2 separate regions of the Mus musculus genome follow, and region 1 is linked to region 2. A link is a contact called in public Hi-C data. All regions are on one chromosome and are shown on one strand. The core of a region is the stretch at or near the end of the contact, and the rest is flanking DNA. Distances in the headings are between cores, read along the strand shown. Region 1 has its middle 44 kb from the start of Dleu7. Region 2 overlaps Kcnrg (potassium channel regulator).

The links. Hi-C and Micro-C count contacts between places; a contact is called where the count stands out from the background.
Region 1: a contact with region 2 is called in a Hi-C map of liver, with 2.7 times the contacts expected there. The contact joins two enhancer-like sites. A contact is called at or near these places in 4 of 39 promoter capture datasets (the SN4741 cell line, Sertoli cells, embryonic stem cells and 1 more), 2 of 15 datasets of contacts at CTCF or cohesin (the NIH/3T3 cell line and large pre-B cells), 4 of 484 Hi-C or Micro-C datasets (bone marrow-derived macrophages, cortical neurons, liver and 1 more), 14 of 115 datasets of contacts at active chromatin or transcription factors (bone marrow-derived macrophages, craniofacial prominence, embryonic basal ganglia and 7 more) and 1 of 9 other capture datasets (embryonic stem cells).

Annotation. Positions count from the first base shown.
Region 1 is chr14:62,246,587-62,251,330 of GRCm38.p6, reverse strand. No RefSeq gene overlaps it. Among named protein-coding and RNA genes, the nearest start is that of Dleu7, 44 kb to the left of the region's middle. Within about 2 kb of position 2,325, at least 12 of the 459 cell types and tissues checked have an H3K27ac peak or open chromatin away from gene starts, as enhancers often do. A contact at or near this core is called in liver, where this site is marked.
Region 2 is chr14:61,610,428-61,614,534 of GRCm38.p6, reverse strand. It overlaps Kcnrg (potassium channel regulator), which reads right to left. Exons shown (of 2, transcript NM_001039105.3): 2 at 1,702-2,883. The coding sequence ends at 2,649. It overlaps Dleu2 (deleted in lymphocytic leukemia, 2), which reads left to right. Exons shown (of 7, transcript NR_028264.1): 6 at 264-369. Among named protein-coding and RNA genes, the nearest start is that of Kcnrg, 5.0 kb to the right of the region's middle. Within about 2 kb of position 2,529, at least 8 of the 459 cell types and tissues checked have an H3K27ac peak or open chromatin away from gene starts, as enhancers often do. A contact at or near this core is called in liver, where this site is marked.

The DNA of each region.
Region 1 (4,744 bases), core at 1,076-3,575, 640 kb before region 2:
TTAGAACCTACTTCTTCAGTGTTCTGGTGGATATTAAAGACCATCTGTGCCGTCCCGCCTCATGGACAGAACAACCATTGGACTCTTGGGCTTTCTCTTAGGAGACAACCATTGTTGGAACAGCCAGACCCCAGCCTATAAGTCACTCTAACAAATCCCATATCTATCTATCTATCTATCTATCTATCTATCTATCTATCTATCTATCTATCTATCTTATTTGATCAATTGTATCTTATTGTTTCTCTAGAGAACCCTCCCTAATACAGAATTCTTATTTCTAGAAAGTTGTAGTGCCTCCCCAAACATTCATGTTAAATTGAGTCACCCCCACGGTTTAGCTTGCTAGCAATCATTTCCTAAGCCTTTTCCCTGCTAACCTCACACAGGTAGGGAGTTGCAGGGCCCCAGGCTGCTTGCTGCAGAATTATCTATCAGGTTATTAGGAGAATCTCAGGCAGTAGGAAACAAAGAGTTATCAATACCATTGATGGCTCTCTCCTCACCTCCTCAAGAACCACACGCCCACTTTCCATAATGCAAGGATGTGAGAGTACAAAGAACCGAGTGGAGTGTTTTCCAAACTAAACGCTTAAGGCTCTGGGTGGTTTATTCAGCCTGGCTGCTTTACTGTCCACTGCTGAAGCGCTTCGTTTGCAGGAGATGCACAGTGTGTTTGCCCTGCTTGAAAGATTCTGCTAGTGGCTATGTTCTTCATGCTCAATGCCCTTTCTTCACCCAAGGACAGTTTAAGAAGAGTAGGTTGCAATTAGTACATTAAAATTACACGTAATGGGAAGGGACCCATAGTCCAGAGTGTCTAATCTCTTTGGTTGGTTGGTTTGTTTGTTTGTTTGTTTGTTTTTCCTCATTTTTTCCTAATCTCTTTTGAAAGCAAGGAAACTTTCCAACAGCAAGAGGAGTGCTTTCTTGGTTTCAAGTTTTCCCTTGAACACTTTTGAAGGTTTTTAAACTTCTTTTTACACGCAGTCATACAGGCTAAGCACTCTTCATGGTGCTCTTGGGTCTGAGTGCCACCTGCTGTGACTACCAGATGCCACCTCTCTGTCCTTTTCATGCCACTAGCTTCTGTCCTGTGCTGTTACGCTTTCTACTTTCCATACACCACACTTCCCCCGTGCACTCCCCACAATGTGTCAACCCCAGGTAGACATCCTCCCCACTTGGTGAAACATGATTTATTCTTCAAACCTGGCCCAAATGACACCTTGTGTCTGGAGCCTTCATTGTCCCCCTGTCATTCTGTCTCCTTCAGGAAAAAACCAAAAACCTAAACTAAACCTAAAACAACCCCCAAAGACAAAACAACAGACACCCAAACTACTCTTACTGACTCTCAGAGCTCTTGACATGTTGATAAGCTGCACACACACACACACACACACACACACACACACGAACAATCCAACAGTGGAAACACAGTGTTTCAGCCACACAGGAGTGGGCCATCTGTAACACCATCCATTGCCTTAGAGAGAACGAAGATAGCCCAGCAGACAGCTATCATGTAGTAAAAGTCTCCAAGTCCAGCAAAGAGGAGAAAGCTTGTTGCCATAACTTCTGAGGATAACATTATTCAACTATTGTCCCCAAGTCAAAAGTGTCCATAGAAAATATTTTAATTCCCTTTACACTAGTACCAAAAGAAGACTATATGTAGCAGTCATTTTAGAGTTCATTTCCAATCAATCAACTGACCAATCATTAATCAATCAACCAAGCAATCAACAATCAATCAATCATCAATTGATTATTTTTCTTAGTAGACTCTTGTTATATAGCCCTAGTTGGCCAGGAATGTATTAGGTAGGCCAGGCTGGCCTTGAACTTGGTGTGACCCTTTGCTCTGCCTGTCACAAGGACTGCAGTTGTGTAATCACATCTGGGTTACAGAGTCTCTTTTAGACAAGATCCTAACCTCTTCAAGTCTCTGTACTTAGTTCGATCTGTGCAGGCGTAATTAGGGATGGGAATGGCTAGTATGACTGCAGACACAGAAATCACTACAGTTAATAAAATTTCCCTTGCAAAATAGCCACTAACCTGTCCAATCTACTGGGGAGGAGCTAAGACAGAGAACAAACTAGACAAGTGGCATGCAAATAACAAAACCACTGGTGGACGTAAACCTGAGCAGCTTCTGCCTTTGAGCTTCAAAACGGGAAGCCAGAGGAGTAGTGGGAATGGAGAGCGGGGAAAACATCTTTGTAACTTCAGCCCTCCAGCTGGAGAGAGAGGGGAGGACTCAATGCCTCTCTTTAGAGGGTGAGGAAGGCAGGGCAGCACCAGCAGGACCTTGGACCAGGGACTCCAGAGAAACAAGACTGCCTGGCTTTGGCTGCGGCCTCTGGGTGGGGCAAGACCAACTAAACTGGCATACCCGGAAGTCCTTGCATGGCTGGAAGGTGAGGTGGTACGGACAGCCTGCTCCTGGCTGCCACCCACGAGGCCCTGCGGCAGGCCCCACCGCCAACGCATAATATGATCTTGAGAAAGCTGCCCTCAGCACTCCACGTTTAGCTTTAAATGGAGAAAACTTCAGTGACGTTTGTGATGCTGTGTAACCCGAGAGTTATACATATTGTGTTGCACATGCTACTGTTTTTTCGAAGGAACTGTGAGTGCAGAGTTATTCCGCGTGGAATAGACTGTTTCCGTCACCCCTTTCATTATGCTTCTATTAACATCAGTAAAAGGTTTCACAACTGGGCAGACTGATGTCTGTCACCTTCCAAATGACCCTTGACAAGGCCATTTGGTGTGGTTGCCTGTTACAAAGCCTCTTGGAATTTTGCCCTGTTGTCAGTGGCTAGACCATGAACTCTCTTTAGCATGGTCTCCCTGAGCACAAATTCTAATGCAGGGGGTGGGTCAGTAGACATTTAATGAACATGTGGAGTGAGGTCCATTGTGGTGGGGTCGCTTAGAGGCAGTGGGGCCACATGCTTTGTCGTCCCCTGAGGTGGCACAGAAGCAAGCTCAGTACTGGAGAGAATGACTAACAATCTGGAAATGCCATGTTCCAAACGAAGGGACTCTAGTGTTTCTCTTTTACTGAGTTAAAATAATTAATAATTAATAATAATAATAATAATAATAATAATAATAATAATAAATAATAACTTGTCTTTTTCTATCTTTCCAGTCCCGAGGGAGTGCCATAGCTGTTGAACTCAAGTTTTAACAAAACACAGAAAGTCCATCTTCAAATATGACAAGAAATTGCCATTTCCTCTTTTCCTATCTTTCATTCCCAGTTCAAAACCAACTTTGATTTGTTTGAAAGCACATGCTGAGACATTAGCGTTTTACCTGGGCTCCTTGGATCCCACAGCAGGCTCCAAGAGAAAGGATAGGATAGTGTTGTAGGCTTGCTTGGGCTGTGATGTGACCCCTCCCAGCAGCTGTGCTACCCACCCTGGCTCAGGCTGGAGCCTGAACAGAAGCCTCCAGGCAGAGGCCACGCCCCTCAGAGCCCCTTTTTCCCATGTCAGCGACTTCCACTGGTTGAATTTAAGATCTAGCTCTGCTCTCCCAACTCATTCCTGGAACAACCAGCTTTATCCGGTGTGCCCGTACTCAGAGCTTTCAGACCCTCAAGTCTGTCCCGTACCAAGTCTATTTCTAAACCTTTGACCGATTTACGTTCCCGCGCCTTGTCTGCAGCACGTTTTGTTTGCTGTGTTGCGGTGTGTTCACTACTTTTTGTTAAAAGCGCGACATTAAAGGGTTCTGTATATTGCTCATACACAGATAATGCAAATCTGTTTCCCTCTCCCAAACCTGTTTTCCTGCCACCGGGGCTTCCTGACTTTCCCCGGATCTAACTCAATGTCACCAGAAGAGCTGGGTATAAGACCTCTTTGGAGTTTAGCATGGGCCTGGGAGTGTCCCAGCATTCCTCACTTCCTGTCACACTCCATTGTTCAGAACGAAGTCCCAAGCCAAATGGAAGGGCCATCATAGGCCACACCCACTGGAGTAGATAACCTGGAATTGGTAACTAGCCTATGGAGAAGAAGGGAGTGTGGCTGCTGGTGAATAGCAGCCAATGGTGTCATCATTAGCTATGTAATACTATGCATTCGCTATGTTAGACTCAGCATGGGGTGCTTTAAACTGCTGGGTTACGCATGCCACTGAACTAGCTCTGGCCCATATTTTATTATTACTAATTAATTCATTTATCTATTAAGTATGTTTACATGTAAGTATGTGTGTTATGGCTTATGTGTGTGGAGGCCAGAGGACAACACATAGGAATTAGTTCTCTCCTTCCACCATGTGATTTCTGGGGATAGAACTCAGGTCCTCAGGCTTGGTAGCAAGTAGTTATATGCTGAGCCATCTTGCCAACCCACAGCTATATTTTAGCTCCAGTGTTTGTTAAATGAGTAAGTAGCTGTGACTGACAGTAATCATACTACCCTTCCATTTCCAGTCTTTGTACTGAACCTCAGTTCTGCAGAGAGCTTTAAAAGCAATCTCAGTGTGAGTTAAGACTCCAGACAACTAGAGAGATACTTAAGGAGCACTAACTGCTTATTGATAAGCTAATAGGAACACAACATACTTGTAACACCGTTGTCAGCTAGAACTCCAAGATGGGCTGTCTTAATGTTTCAACACTCTGAAGGGCGGTTTCATATTAACCAAAGCCAGGCCTTGTCATGCTCCTACGGTGGCGTGTACGCTCTTTTCGTGTGAAATCTTGGTTTGTCTC
Region 2 (4,107 bases), core at 1,280-3,779:
CTTTCCCCAACCCCCGCCCCTTTTTTTTCCAAGGCAGGGTTTCTCCATGTAGCCTTGGTTGTCCTGGAACTCACAGAGCTCCACCCCCCACCCCCTAACCCCCACCCCCTAACCCCCACCCCCTAACCCCCACCCTCAGTGCTGGGATTAAAGGTGTGTGCTACCACCCCTGGGCTACAGCTGCCTCCTTTTCAATGTTTATTTTGTGTTAGTTTAGCCTTTCCTTCTTTCTCCCCTCCCACTCCCTCTGCTCCTTTCAACAGGTTTGCACCACAGTGTTTCAATAGCAAGGCTGATGACTTGAGTATGAAAGCTGTGAATCAGGATGCCAGGCAGACAGAATGGATAACATTCTAATTAAATGATCAGGTAACATCACAGCATGCGGAATGCAGCACAAATATGTCCATTACATTTACTTTTTTTTTTTTTTTCCTTGATGCTCAGAGGTCCCACATTGTTTCCAGTCCCTTCATTGTATTTTCTCTGAGCCCATCTCAGGGAACTTTTTTTTTTTTTTTTTTTTTTTTTTTTGGTTTTTCGAGACAGGGTTTCTCTGTGTAGCCCTGGCTGTCCTGGCACTCACTTTGTAGACCAGGCTGGCCTCGAACTCAGAAATCCGCCTGCCTCTGCCTCCCGAGTGCTGGGATCAAAGGCGTGCGCCACCACGCCCGGCTTCTCAGGGAACTTTTTGACCTCCAGTAGCATCAATCATTGTGTTACCTCCCAGATCTTCTATGCTGAAGGCATGCAACCCCTTGGGGTTGTCTTTCTGGACCTGAAGGTCCACCATAGCTTTGTTGGTACAGTAAAACTTCTAAGAACTTAAATTCTTTAATGTAGAACTTGTTGTAAGCCAGGGTAACCAAGTGCTGCTGTCAAGGGAGCAATCGTAATGACTGCAATCCACTCAACTTGCACTGTTGAGTAAGAGATGAGAGCCACATTTACCAGGAAACTTTTTCCAATGTTGTACTGTACCTAGGTATGACCAAAATAAACTGCCTGGTGTCAGGGTCAAGTTTGAATCAACACAGGCTCACTAAATCCTGCTGAACTGGATCTCCTTCTCGCCTCACATGGATGGTTTCTCTACCAGCCCTGGTATTTGCAGGGACCCCCACAAAAGTGTAAACCAAATAAACTCCTCCCCATTTGGCTTTTGGTCATGGTGTTTCATGGTAGCCAGAGTAACCCTACCTAAGAAAAATATTTAAAACATGTTCTTGAATGACTTGCATACTTTGAAGTACATACACATAACAGCTTTTCACTCAACTACAAGCAAGCACTAGGAGCCTTTTGATGAAGTACTTTCTCTTTTAGGTGTTATCCTAGTGTTTAACACAAATAAAACACAAGAGAAAGTTATGTGTACTTTGTTGTTGTTTTGTTTTGTTTTGTTTGTGTTTTTCAAGACAGGGTTTCTCTGTGTAGCTCTAGCTGTCCTGGAACTCACTCTGTAGACCAGGCTGGCCTCGAACTCAGAAATCCACCTGCCTCTGCCTTCCAAGTGCTGAAATTATGTGTACTTTATTGTTCTAGTGTTTTCCACCAGATGTAGACACTGTATGATTGATGAGTTTGGCGCAATACTGTATGTATAGTAGTATTAGAAACTTTTCATAGAACTTATCTTTAAGTGAAGAAAACCTGGTTTGGGGATTTTTGTTTTTGGATTTTTTGTTTGTTTTTTGTTTTATTGGTTTTTTGAGGGAAACCTGGTTTTATGATAATATGTGTCTATACAGAAGGATCATCTGCTGAGGGGTACAATCATAGTCATAGAGGGCTTTGTATGCCTGAGGGTTCAGTCACTGACTCGTGGTTTCAATAGGTGTGGCTCCCAATGGACTCATGTGTCTGAACGCTTGGCCCATAGGGAGTAGGGACTACTAGGAGGTGTGGCCTTGTTTGAGGAAGCATGTCCCTATGGAGGCGGGCTTTGAGGTCTCCTATGTTCAAGCTATGCTCAGGGTGACACAGTTTCCTTCTGTTGTCTAAGGATCAAGATGTAGAACTCTTGGCTCTTCCAGCACCTTGTCTATCTGGATACTGCCATGCTTACCACTGTGATGATAATGAACTAAACCTCTGGAACTGTAAGCCAGCCACAATTAAATGTTTTCCTGATAAGAACATGACATCGCCATGGTCAAGGTGTCTTCTTATAACAATAGAACGCTAAGGCACTGACACTGCAGAGAAGCAAAAGGCAAGGGAGAAAACAAGGCCCTGGAGAAGAGATGGGTTTGAAAGCAAGTGACCCATGATCATTATCATTAATAACAGTTACTGAATGCCTACCACATGCCGGGCAACATAATGAGAACTTTGTCTCCTTTGAGGAGTTACTTTTTTTTTGTCCCTAGTTAATAGATAAAAATTAAAACACAGAAATGTTAAATGTCTCAATTAAGTCACATAGCTAATAAATGACTAAACTAGGATTAGACACAGTCCAAGTCCAGGGCCCATTTCTAAAAACTATGAGAGTTCATGGCGAAAGAAGCAAGGGCCAGAGCACAAAGTCCAATGCTGATTTGAGAGAAGAGGCAGTGTGGCTTTAAGCACTGCTCGAGGAACCCAAAGTTACACAGTACAGATCTGACAGACAGTCCCCGATATGGAATGTCCAAAGAACAGTGTCACTTCTGAGACGGCGCTGGCATGGTGGTAGTTTCTGATTTGGGTGTTTTACTCATCCCAAGGACTTGAGGGGTTGTTATCCTTTCAAAGACATAGCATTCACTTTTTTCTCCAGAGGCTGGTGTTCTAGTGCTGACCAGATGAAAGCCTTCCTTTAATAAAGTGTCCACCAGTAGGCCCAAGACATTTGTTCCGTTGGCCAATTTTCGATTATCAGGCTTTATGGAAATGTACCTGAGGCATACAAAGAAGTAATCAATTACAAAGCATTCCTTTAATAACAAAACTACACATAGAAATTATTCATACCCTCAAATAAAGGCATTGTACCTTTCTCTTCTGTTTTTGTTGTTGTTTTTAATTTCGTTTTGTTTGAGAGAGTTATACTGTGTACCATGATTGCCTCAAATTCATGATCCTTCTGCCTCAAACAAAATGCTAGTATTACAGATGTGCACCCCAGGCTTGGCAACAGCTTGTTTTTGTTTGTTTTTATTATACAGTCTTACTTTGTATCCCAGGGTGGACTTCATTTCATAGACCATACTGGCTTCTTTTTTTTTTTTTTTTTTTTTTTTTTTTGGTTTTTTTTGAGACAGGGTTTCTCTGTGTAGCCCTGGCCATCCTGGAACTCACTCTGTAGACCAGGCTGGCCTCGAACTCAGAAATCCGTCTACCTCTGCCTCACCAAGTGCTGGGATTAAAGGCGTGCCCATGCTGGCTTCAAAGTCAGAGATTTGCCTGCCTCTACTTCCCAAGTGCTAGGATTAAAGACTTAGGCCATCGTACCTTGCCTGGCTCATGATCTTTTTTTAAAAACAGATTTTCTTTTGAGTCTTCATTTTCAATTTTAAATCAGTAACTGAATATTAAAAGAGACCATGCTTCCAACTCATCCCAATTACATTTAAGAATATAGTTGAAAATGTTGGCTTTTCAGTGAAATTATTTTAGGGATTGGTCAACTTGGTCAAAGAATTAAACTTTTTTGCTGTTGTTGTTAATATAGAGTAACACATTTCCAGTTTTTTCATTTTTCTTTAACCCAATTTGACTAAATTGATTTGTTTCTACTAACACTGTATTTTTACAATTTTCCACTAGCTCTAATCATTAGTACTGCCATTGTAAGTTGAGATTTATTCCTGTCAACCAGCCTTTTCAGGTTAAAATTTGAAGGTACAAAATGCTAAGACTCCAATTTATTGCTATCTTTTCATCAATAGCTACCTGTTATTGAAGAGAAAATATAGTAGTCAAAATCTGATTGAAAATGCAAAACCCTTTACCCACCCACTAAGTATTCTACAATGTCAGCACATATACCCATGTTTGCTTTAATGATGGCATTATAGCACAGAAAATATCTGTCAACAAGGATATTTTTGTGACTTCCCATTGTTCTAAAACTGTGACATGAGGCTTAGGTTAGTGTCAGGTAGACACTCTATAGTTTCT